Linked DNA regions of Mus musculus: region 2 is linked to region 1. The links are chromatin contacts, called in public Hi-C maps. All regions are on one chromosome and are shown on one strand. The core of a region is the stretch at or near the end of the contact, and the rest is flanking DNA. Distances in the headings are between cores, read along the strand shown.

Region 1 (4,806 bases), core at 747-3,246:
AGGCCCTATATTCCAAAACCAGTACCATAAGATAGATAATAGATGGATAGATAGATGAATGATAAGCAGATATATGATTGATTGATGGATGATATGTAAGCAGATAGATGATAAATAGATATGGATGGTAGTTGATAGATATGATAGATTATAGATAGATAGAGGCAGATTATAGATATATGATAGATTAGATAGATTGGATAGATAGATAGATAGATAGATAGATAGATAGATAGATAGATAGATAGATAGATAACCTTCCACAAACATTCAATTGCTTGACAAACACACAAAATAATTTTTCCTTTGTTTTTGATTTGGTCCACACAAATGCTAACTTGACTTTCATTCCATACAACACAGACCTTGGTTTTAGGCTATGTTAAGAAAACTTTGTTGTGAAAGTTGTGGCAATGGCACTGGTGTGGCATTCCATGCAGGCATTTGTGTGGGGCAAGGATGGACTACATAGGGTATTTGTACATCACACCACGTCTTCTTACCCAAAATAGCAAAGCTTCCTGGTACCTTTCCAGAGTCCCCACAGGGAAGTCCACACAGAACTGAAACCTGAAACCAAGGAGACACCTGTTCTCTCAAACTTAGTCCAGTCTGCCCAGTGGCTGTCCCACACCAGCATCCCTTGGAGATGCCATGAACTTTTTATAGCTCCCTTTGAGAATTTAGTCAGAAGTGTTATGGCAGGACACAGGCACCCACTTCCAGGGATACCAAACCCCACTGGCTTGCTAGGCAGCACCTTAGCATTCTTCGGCCCTCTTGTCCATCATTGCAATTCCTGCCTCCCTGCCAAGGTTGTTGCAGGCACAGCCCACTCTTCTCTCCTTGGATTTTATGATCCATATGGTGACAGCAAGCTACAGAAAAAGATGTCTCCTCTATCAAAGAGTTTTGGAAGGGTCTCCTCTTTAAGTACATTGATTTTAATAGAGAGGCCAATTTTAATTTATTTTTATAAAAGTGAGGAGGGCACAAAACACCCACACATGCACACATGCACACAAACACCTGAACTGCAGTGATGGCCAGTTTCTGAAGTGCGACTACTCCACTAGTGAGTGGGTAATTTTAAACTACTAACATAATGTCCCTGATTGATGTGTGCAATTGCCAACACTCTTGAGATTTTACAGTGAGCTAAAGACCTTTTTTAGACTCACTGAATCCCTACACATGGCTGTGATAAAAATGGGGATAATATAAACAGCCGCCTCACGGAGTCTGTGATGTAATACACATGGTCCACAGCCGTGTCTGCTACTCAGTAAACGCAGCCATAATTCTCATTGCCTCTGGCCTGTGATGCAGATATCAGGTGACAGGAGCCATGCCCTGGTGGGCGTGTGTGGGTGGAGCCAAGATCCTCCAGCTGCTCCACCGAGGAAGGCAAACACCAACAACCCCTGAAGATATTCCACAGGCCAAGAGGCTTGCTCCTGGTGCAGGTCCTGCAGATGCTTGGGAGCTGTGATTGACACTTGAACTCCCAGGGAGGATGCTGAGGTGGCACTGGGATGAGGGCAGGTGACTTTCTTCTCCTCTGAACAGGACTCATAGCTCATTCACCCAAATGGAAGAGCTCCCAGGCTCACAGCCACCCTTCCTTGAATGTCAGCATGGTCTCTAAAAATAGGAGGCAAGGGTCCAGGATCTGTGCATTGCCACTGGTTGTTTGGAGCTGACTGGGCACATCTTGGACAAGAAACAAAGTTTAAGCACCTGTAGTGCCTGTGGTATCAGAATTCAAACACAGAGATGTTTGGAGGAGGGGAACAGGTATCCAATACATGACTCAAATGACTCCCAGGAAAGGGTCCCCGAGAGTCAGGCTCTCTTGTAGTTGCTTCTCCAAGGAGCCAAGTTTTACTTCCCGGATCTCTCAAAGCAGCTCAGAAGGCCCTGGTCAGAGACACACAATGGGAGCCTGTTTCCGTGGACACTTCAAGATTCTATTAGAAAGAAGCAGAGAAGGACAAATGTGTAAAGATCTGCTTTTGTTTCCTACACTCACCCACTCCAAACATTAACCTCATACCAACCTCCCACTGTACACAAGGGCCACAGGAAGCCTGGACAATGCAGAAGAGCTAAAGGAAGTGGATAGGCTCTAGCTTGGGCCACAGGGTGGCCCCACAGCCTATCCAGTGTACCCTGAGCAGCCAATCACCAAGAAAATGAAGGTGAACGTTCTTTCTTCTGATTTGCGTTTTCTGCCTTTCTTCTTCCTTCCTTCCTATTTTAAAGATAGTATTTTGAAACTACTAAGCTGGAAAGCTCAAATTTTGGCCCTTCCTATCATACCTACGCAGCGATGTGGCCTGGGACAACTGAGGGCTGGAAGAAGGTTGTTACTTTCTGTGTTTCTTTTCTCCTCAGTGTAACAAATTACCCAACAGAAGCAATTAGAGAGGAAAGCTTTATTCAGGTGCACAGCTCTAGTAGATAGGGTCCACGGTGACAAGGAAAGCCAAGTGACTGGCATGACTTTGGCCACTGTGGTGGGGGTTTGCAGCCATGATTTGTTCCCATTTTGTCAGGCAAATCAGGGATCAGAATCAGAAGTAGATATCACCTTCAAGCCAAGGTCAAAAAAGACGATTATGTTAATGAGCAAAACAATAAGGGGAGAATAAAAATGAAAAAACAAAAGGGTCAGGCAAAGCATTTGCTTAGTATACACAGGTGCCACGGACTGGGCTCAGTCGGCCCCCCTCAATCTGTGGGAAATCTTCTGCTGTGGGCCAGCCCCAATCCACCTCCCTCCACCTGCGGAAGAAATTTCGGGGTTCTGGTTACAGGTGGGCAAGGAGTTGGCGAGAAGGGGGGTAACAAACAGACAGGACACCAGGGAGTGCTGTATCTGGATGTAATTTTGTCAAAGTTAGCATCAGTTTTATATAATACAGAAAACAAAGGAGTAGGGTATCACAACAGGCAAGGTACATTGAAGTATCTGACACAAAACAGAGGAATGACTTCAAAGGACTGGCAGGAACCAGGCAATGTTTACAGTAAAGATAAAACAGCCCTGGGTAGAGTCAGCTAATGTCAGGTAAGGATTTCACACCCTAGTCACAATTTATGCTACTTCTTTGAGCCTTGTGAAAGCTAGCACCAGGGGCATTCTGCTGGAGCAGACCTTATCCTGAATAATGCAATACCACAGCCCCCCTTTTTCCTAGGCTTTGGTAAATTCTTGCATATGAGAGTAACTTGGCTGTTCTTAAGTATCTGTAGGGAATCTCCATTTGTCAGAAGAATTCACCAACTTTCTTCTAATATGTGATGTAGTTTGCAATGCCTGACTGTAGTGAAGATTCTAAGTATACTTTGCTAAGCTTGCCCTGAGATTTCTAATTCTTATCCAGTAAAATACTGTAAGAAAGCATGGAAGACCCTCCACAATATCACAGGGACAAATCTGGGGCATTCTAGCTATGGGAATGCCAAGGTTCCAGGAGGCTAAGTTTCCATGAAACTCTCTGCCTCATGACTGCTTCCAGGCCTTTAGGCCTGCCAAGCAAGTCACTACTGGAGTGGATGTAGCACACAGGGTCCTTCTGCTGCACAAGAGGAAGGAAGGAGGCCAGGCAGGCTCTAGGGCACTCTACTGCACTGTTCACGATGGCTAGGGAACTGATATCCAAATATCATCAAGAGGCCTAATAGTTAAACACTAACACCATTATACCCTTAACAGACATTTGGAAGAATAAGATGACGTTCCACAAGCAACAAGTTCTGAGATCTCAGAGAGTTTGGAAAAGCAAGAGCAGGACCCTGTATTATAGAATATGTTAGTATGTGGATGGGTGAGGGTCATGTGTGTGTTCATCGGTCTACACTTTACTAAGCAACCACTGTGTGGCAGGCACTGTTCCACGCAGTACGGACACAACAGTGAACAAAATAGACAAACGCTCTGCTCTGGTAAAGCTTCATTCAGTGAAGGAGAACAACGGTCAACAGAAGGTGGAATCTCTGCTGTGCCGTGCGGTACAGAGGTATGTGTGTGCGCGCGCAGGGGGGGAGGGGTATGGAGTAAGAAGGTAGGCACCTTAGAAAAGACACTCAGGAAATAGCAGCACACATGAGCAGAGACATAGAGAGTAGGCAAGAGAACCAGGCAGCTGGAGAGAGAGATTCCAGTGAGGAGGAGGGCAGGTAGGGAAGCGTGAGGAGGGAGCTTGTTGGTGTGGGTGAGGCTCAGCAAGGTCACGGGGGCTCGGGCAGAGCTACTGGAAGGGAGCTGAGAGAGGTAAAAGAGAGGTGGAGAGGCCGGCTGGTTGTTGGTTGGTCTTTCACCTCAAAGGACATGTGAAGTAATCTTAGAGTTCTGCAAGTAGACTAAGAGCACATCCCAAAATGTGTACACTGACCCATTAATGAAAGTAGCTTTTAGGAAGCTGAATATGGCTCAGGGGAGGCAGGTTGGGGATTCTGTATTCTATTTACTGGGCATGTGTGTGTGTGTATGTGTGTGTGTGTGTTCACATGGGTGCATGTGCACACATGTGTCAGTGTCTATAGAGGCCAGAGGCAGGCATCTCTCATATTCTTGAGATTCAAATTCTTTGAATTTTTCATACTTTTCTATTTTGATCATGTCCGTCTAGCATCATCTCTCCCTCCAACACCCACTAGTATCCCCGACCCCATCAACCTTCCAACTATATCCCTTCTTTTTTGTTACCAATAATCAGAGTGCTACCCATATACACGATGTGATGTGGAGCCATCCAATGGGAAAGGGTCTACCTAAGACTCTACTTTGGTTTTTGTGAC
Region 2 (4,806 bases), core at 1,706-4,205, 96 kb before region 1:
GTTCCTTGAGAGGAACAGAAACATCTTCTGTGGGTAAGGCTGGAGAGATGGCTCAGCAGTTAAGGACACTGGTTGCTCTACAAGAGGAGCCAAGTTTGGTTCCCAGCACACAAATCAGGCAGCTGAGAACAGTCTGTGACTCTCATTTCAGAAGACTTGATGCCTCTGTCTCCAGCCTTGTCAGGCACCTGTGCTCACAAGCACATATCCACATGTAGACACACACCTACACACAAGTAAAAATATCAACTCTTAAAAAACAAACGAACAACAAACCATACCAGTGGTCTTTAAGGAGTTTAGATTTATGCCAAGACAAAGCTCCTATGTTCAGGACCAGCTATAATTGAGAGGAGTATACAAAAAAAATTGGGTTTCTTTGCTCAAAACCCACTAGACATTTCGATTGTGACAAGAGAGAATTTAAACCAGGCATGCTCTTTGTGAGTACAGGGTCCTGCTCACCTGTACAGGGATCATGCTTATCTGACTCCTGGGCCCAGCTGTATAAATGACACATCCTTTGAGACTGTGTTTACCTAAAACACCCTCAGGTGTAAGGAGGCCACTTACTGCCATGCTTCATATTGACTTGCTGCCTTTCAGATAATCTTTGAAATGACAACTTCAAGAGCTAATCCCAAGACTCACTGTGTCTAACACATTCTCATAGTTAACCTAGCTCTTCCCAAGTCTGTCTGACTAATGCCAGTCAACTCTACTGACTGTAAGCTCTGGGAGAGCAGGGTTCATTCCACTGTGCTATCCTCTTCCAGGTCTACTGCTGCACTAGCATTTAGAGCATAGCCAATCAAAATGCATTGATTAAAAGAAAGTGAATGGCTGAAACGCAGTTTTCCATACAATGCATCCTCAGAGAATTACACAGTGAGAGCAAGTTGACCTTGGAGAGGAGCACACCCCAGCCCCCTGTGCAGGTCACTTCCACCCATGACCTCGGCCACTCAGGGAGATGAGACCTGTGGGTTTCAGCATGATGCTCTCCTCTGTTCACTGGATGTAACAAGCTTGTGCACTTTGAGGGATCTTTGTTAATGATTAGCATCTTTCTCAAGTCCTACTTGTTTTTAATCTCTGCTTTGAAGACATAAGGTGGACAAAAATAAAGTCATAAAATGAGCTTTAAAATCCTCTCTGTCTTTGTCTGTCTGTGCCTCTGTCTCTTTGTGTCTCTGTCCCTTCATTCCTTCTCCTTTCTTTTCCTCTTGTGTGTGTGTGTGTGATATTTAGGAGAGGTTGTATGTATAGATACAGGTGTATACATGCTGCAAGTAATTGTGGAGGTCAAAGGTCAACTTATAGGAGTTGGTTTCTCCTTGGGATTGAACTCAGGTCATCGGGCTTGGCAACAAGCACCTTTACTCTCAGAGCCATCTCATTGGTGTTAAAATAGTTTTCACAGTAAGAATGATAGCCCAGGACTGCAGCCCATTGGTCCCTGCATTCTCTTGCCACCTCAAAATTTGTATTATAGAGTGTCAAGCTTCTTTTGTCTTTATATGTAGAGTCAACGACACTATGAAGCTGTACCTGCTGATGTGATGGATATGCATGGTGCTATGGGTTAGGTCATATTTCTTTACTTCCAAGAATCAAATACTTTAAAGGTTATTTTTATAAGTTTAGTTCACCTACTGTTAACTACTGCACCATTTCACTAGTTTCATGAATTAAGACTACATCTTATTACCTTCGTCAATGGGTACATTACATTTCAGGCCCAATTTGGCCATAAGTGGTACAATTTGAAGTATGAATGTAAGAAACTGAAGCAGCAAGTCTAAACTGGATCCCTCCACCCCACTGTTCTGCTCTCATTGCTTTATACAAATAAGCACTTGAAATGATCACAGCAGCAGTCCAGTCTTGCCCTCCCATCTCCCCTCAAGCCTTCTGACTCTCTCTAGAGCTTAAATAACCATGAGAGCAGGGTACAGCTGTCCCAGCTGCACAGTGACACATCCCCACCCAGCAGTAACTGTGACCTCTCTCAGTATAGGTAACACTTCCATTATTCTTAGCCTGCTCACTGCTCCTCAGTACTCTCCATTTCCCCAGCTCAAAAGCTGGTCTTCATCCACTGTTATTTCTTCCTGACTGTTTTCAGTACAGTAGGGAAGTTAAATAGTTATACTTATGTCTCCTGGGTCGGCTGGTAGGCATTCTAAGTTGGGAGTCCCAGATCTCTAGTGGGCACAGGCTCAATCGTTTAGTCACCACTACAGCCTAAACCTGGGGAAGCAGAGTTCAAAAGTCACAGTGTAAAAATATAATTCACCATTCAGTACCTACACTCAGCTCTTGTGTGAGGGTGTGTGTGTGCGTGTGTGTGTGTGTGTGTGTGTGTGTCTGTGTGTGTGTGTGTGTCTGTGAGAGAGAGAGAGAGAGAGAGAGAGAGAGAGAGAGAGAGAGAGAGAGAGAGAGAGACTGCTGTGTTAGTCAGTTCTGATGCAATAACAAACAGCCCAAAAGAGTCAGGTGCTTAAAAATGCACAAATTTATTTTCTACTTGTGTTACACAGACACAGGTCTGGTAAAGTAAGCTTTCTGTGGTCACCTCTTACCTGCACTGTAAAAAAGTAGGTCTTCTTACCTAAAAATTATTTTATATTTTACAGTTACTGCCTGCATCCTGTGTTTGTAAGTCCTTCATCTGTGAGATCAACCAACCATGGACTGAAAATATTTACAAATTGCCGTCCACTAAACATGCAGACTCTCTTGTCTTCAGTCCCTAAACAAAACAGTATAGCAGTTGTTTACATAGTCTTTCCATTGTGCTAGGCATTGTACCTAAAAAAGATGATAGTATATGGAAGGAGACACATGGGTTATGTGCAAATGTGATGTCATTTCAGAAAAGGGACGTGAGCTTCCATGAACTGATGTCTTCAGAAAGCCCTGTGACCAATCTCTATAACTGCTGGGATATCTACCTAGTCTGACTCATGCTCCAATTCTTCCCTATGAACAAAACCAGTCATTTGTCTTTTGTTAAAACACCTCACTTAAGTTGACCAGAAATCTATCAAACTGCCATCTTCAGTGTAGCTCCATGGCACATGGCCACTGAGTGACTTTGTCTGTTTCTCCTTCCGAGGACCAGGAACAGCATGGCTGCTACCAGACGTTCCTTTATAGAGTGGCAACACCCTTGGGTGGGGCATGTGAGTCATAGCGAGACAGAAAGCAGTGTGCTGTCTCCTGCTTTACTAGCTTGTCTCCATCCATGGCTCCCTTTCTGAACAATAAGACCAGTAACATCCTATATAACCACTGCTTTCACTCATTAGAAGTTTCTGTGTTTTCTTTTCTAAAAGCAAGTCTGAAACCCTTGGTCAGTCAGATAAATCCAGTCTACTGGTAGGTGTCACCTTTCATGATTCCAGAAACATGATGTAGTTTGATCACCTTTAGTTGCTTCTTCAACTTCATGAAAAGTTGTTGTATTGTATTATAAAGTCTCAGAGGCTTATAGTATTTCCTACGATGTGTTGGGTTTCATTCATTGGGATGCTCTTGGGAGAGGCTTGAATGTGGGGCTGAGTTAATTAGAAACAGGGTAATAGTGTGAGGTCTAGCATTACTTCTGGGTATAACAAACTCACAGCTGAGTCTTTAGCATTACATGGCCTTAGGTGTGGTACTGAAAGATGACAAAGATCTCTAATGATTCTACTTGAGCTGAGAACTCACCTGGGGGTGCTGGCCACGGATGGAAGTGTCCTTCATGTGAGCTTTTCTATGTGACTGCTTGGGTTTCCGCACATCACAGTGGCCCCAGAGCTCTCAAGTGTTACTAAGTTACCAAAGGCACAAAACCACAAGTTTCCAGGATTTCTCAAGGGTCAGGCCCAGACCCAGAACTGTCTTACTTCTGTTGCATGGTAGGTCAAGTGACCAAAGTCAGTTCATCATCGAGGTGGGGAACTTTGCAAGGACAACTGTTTTCCCTCAAGAACTTGACTAACAGCTTCAACCGTCACCTTAGGGAACAAGGAAGCTTTCCTACCCCACAGAGGAGTTACATAACATTGATGCTCTTGGGTCTTGAAAGCTAAACCTTGCTCCTCATCTTTAAGTTTTGAGACTCTGTCTTTGCATAGCCCATGAAATGTGTTGGGGTCAGGAAATGAGGACATCTGGCTGGTAATGAGTAAGTAGATATTTCTCAGAAACAGATTTTTCATATTAGAAAGTACTTGGGTTTCTCAACTCACAGCAGGACTAAGAGCATCCTCTCCTACTGAGGCCAGACAAGGCAGGCCAGCTATGGGAAAGGGATACTAAAGTTTACAACCCAGTCAGAGACAGCGCCAGTCCCACATTGGGTGGCAAATGTTGATGTTATTTTATGGGGAGTTCCTGCCCTATTCTTTACCCCTTAGCTCCTGAATAAAAGACAGAGACACCTGGTATTTTATTTACTACCTGCTGGCACTGTGCTGAGCAGGTTCTGAGCTATTCTAACCCAGCTAGAAAATTAATAACCAAATAACTGCCCTATAACTTGCCAACTGAGCCTTACTTGGCTCCGTTTGCACCCTCAGGTGCCATGTGTCCTTCTCATAGTCCATCCTGCCTCATGGTGAGCTTCCTCTTCCGTCTCCTCTGTCTCTCTCCTTATCTAAGCCTGTTTTGTTATATATGTCTCTCTTTAAAAGGATAGATAAAACTGGGAGTTGTTATTGAAAACTAGTTAGGATTCTGATGCATTGTGTTATTGCTTCCCCCTCCCCATTTTTAACATAGAAAATATGTCCCTTTTGAACTATATTTTCTTAC

What was found. A called contact is a pair of places that touch in the nucleus more often than the background predicts.
Region 2: a Hi-C map of the N1E-115 cell line shows a contact between it and region 1, with 3 times the contacts expected there. The contact joins the enhancer-like site here to the promoter of Cdrt4os1 in region 1. A contact is called at or near these places in 3 of 39 promoter capture datasets (cranial neural crest, liver and maxillary cranial neural crest), 5 of 484 Hi-C or Micro-C datasets (the N1E-115 cell line, embryonic fibroblasts, muscle stem cells and 1 more), 3 of 115 datasets of contacts at active chromatin or transcription factors (embryonic stem cells and trophoblast stem cells) and 1 of 9 other capture datasets (embryonic stem cells).

What each region holds. Positions count from the first base shown.
Region 1 is chr11:63,001,324-63,006,129 of GRCm38.p6, reverse strand. Cdrt4os1 (CMT1A duplicated region transcript 4, opposite strand 1) reads left to right here and starts at 1,996. Exons shown (of 3, transcript NR_126547.1): 1 at 1,996-2,201; 2 at 3,893-4,025.
Region 2 is chr11:63,097,935-63,102,740 of GRCm38.p6, reverse strand. The region is part of intron 2 of Gm36926 (a long non-coding RNA gene); the gene reads left to right. Among named protein-coding and RNA genes, the nearest start is that of Gm36926, 19 kb to the left of the region's middle. Within about 2 kb of position 2,955, at least 24 of the 459 cell types and tissues checked have an H3K27ac peak or open chromatin away from gene starts, as enhancers often do. A contact at or near this core is called in the N1E-115 cell line and trophoblast stem cells, where this site is marked.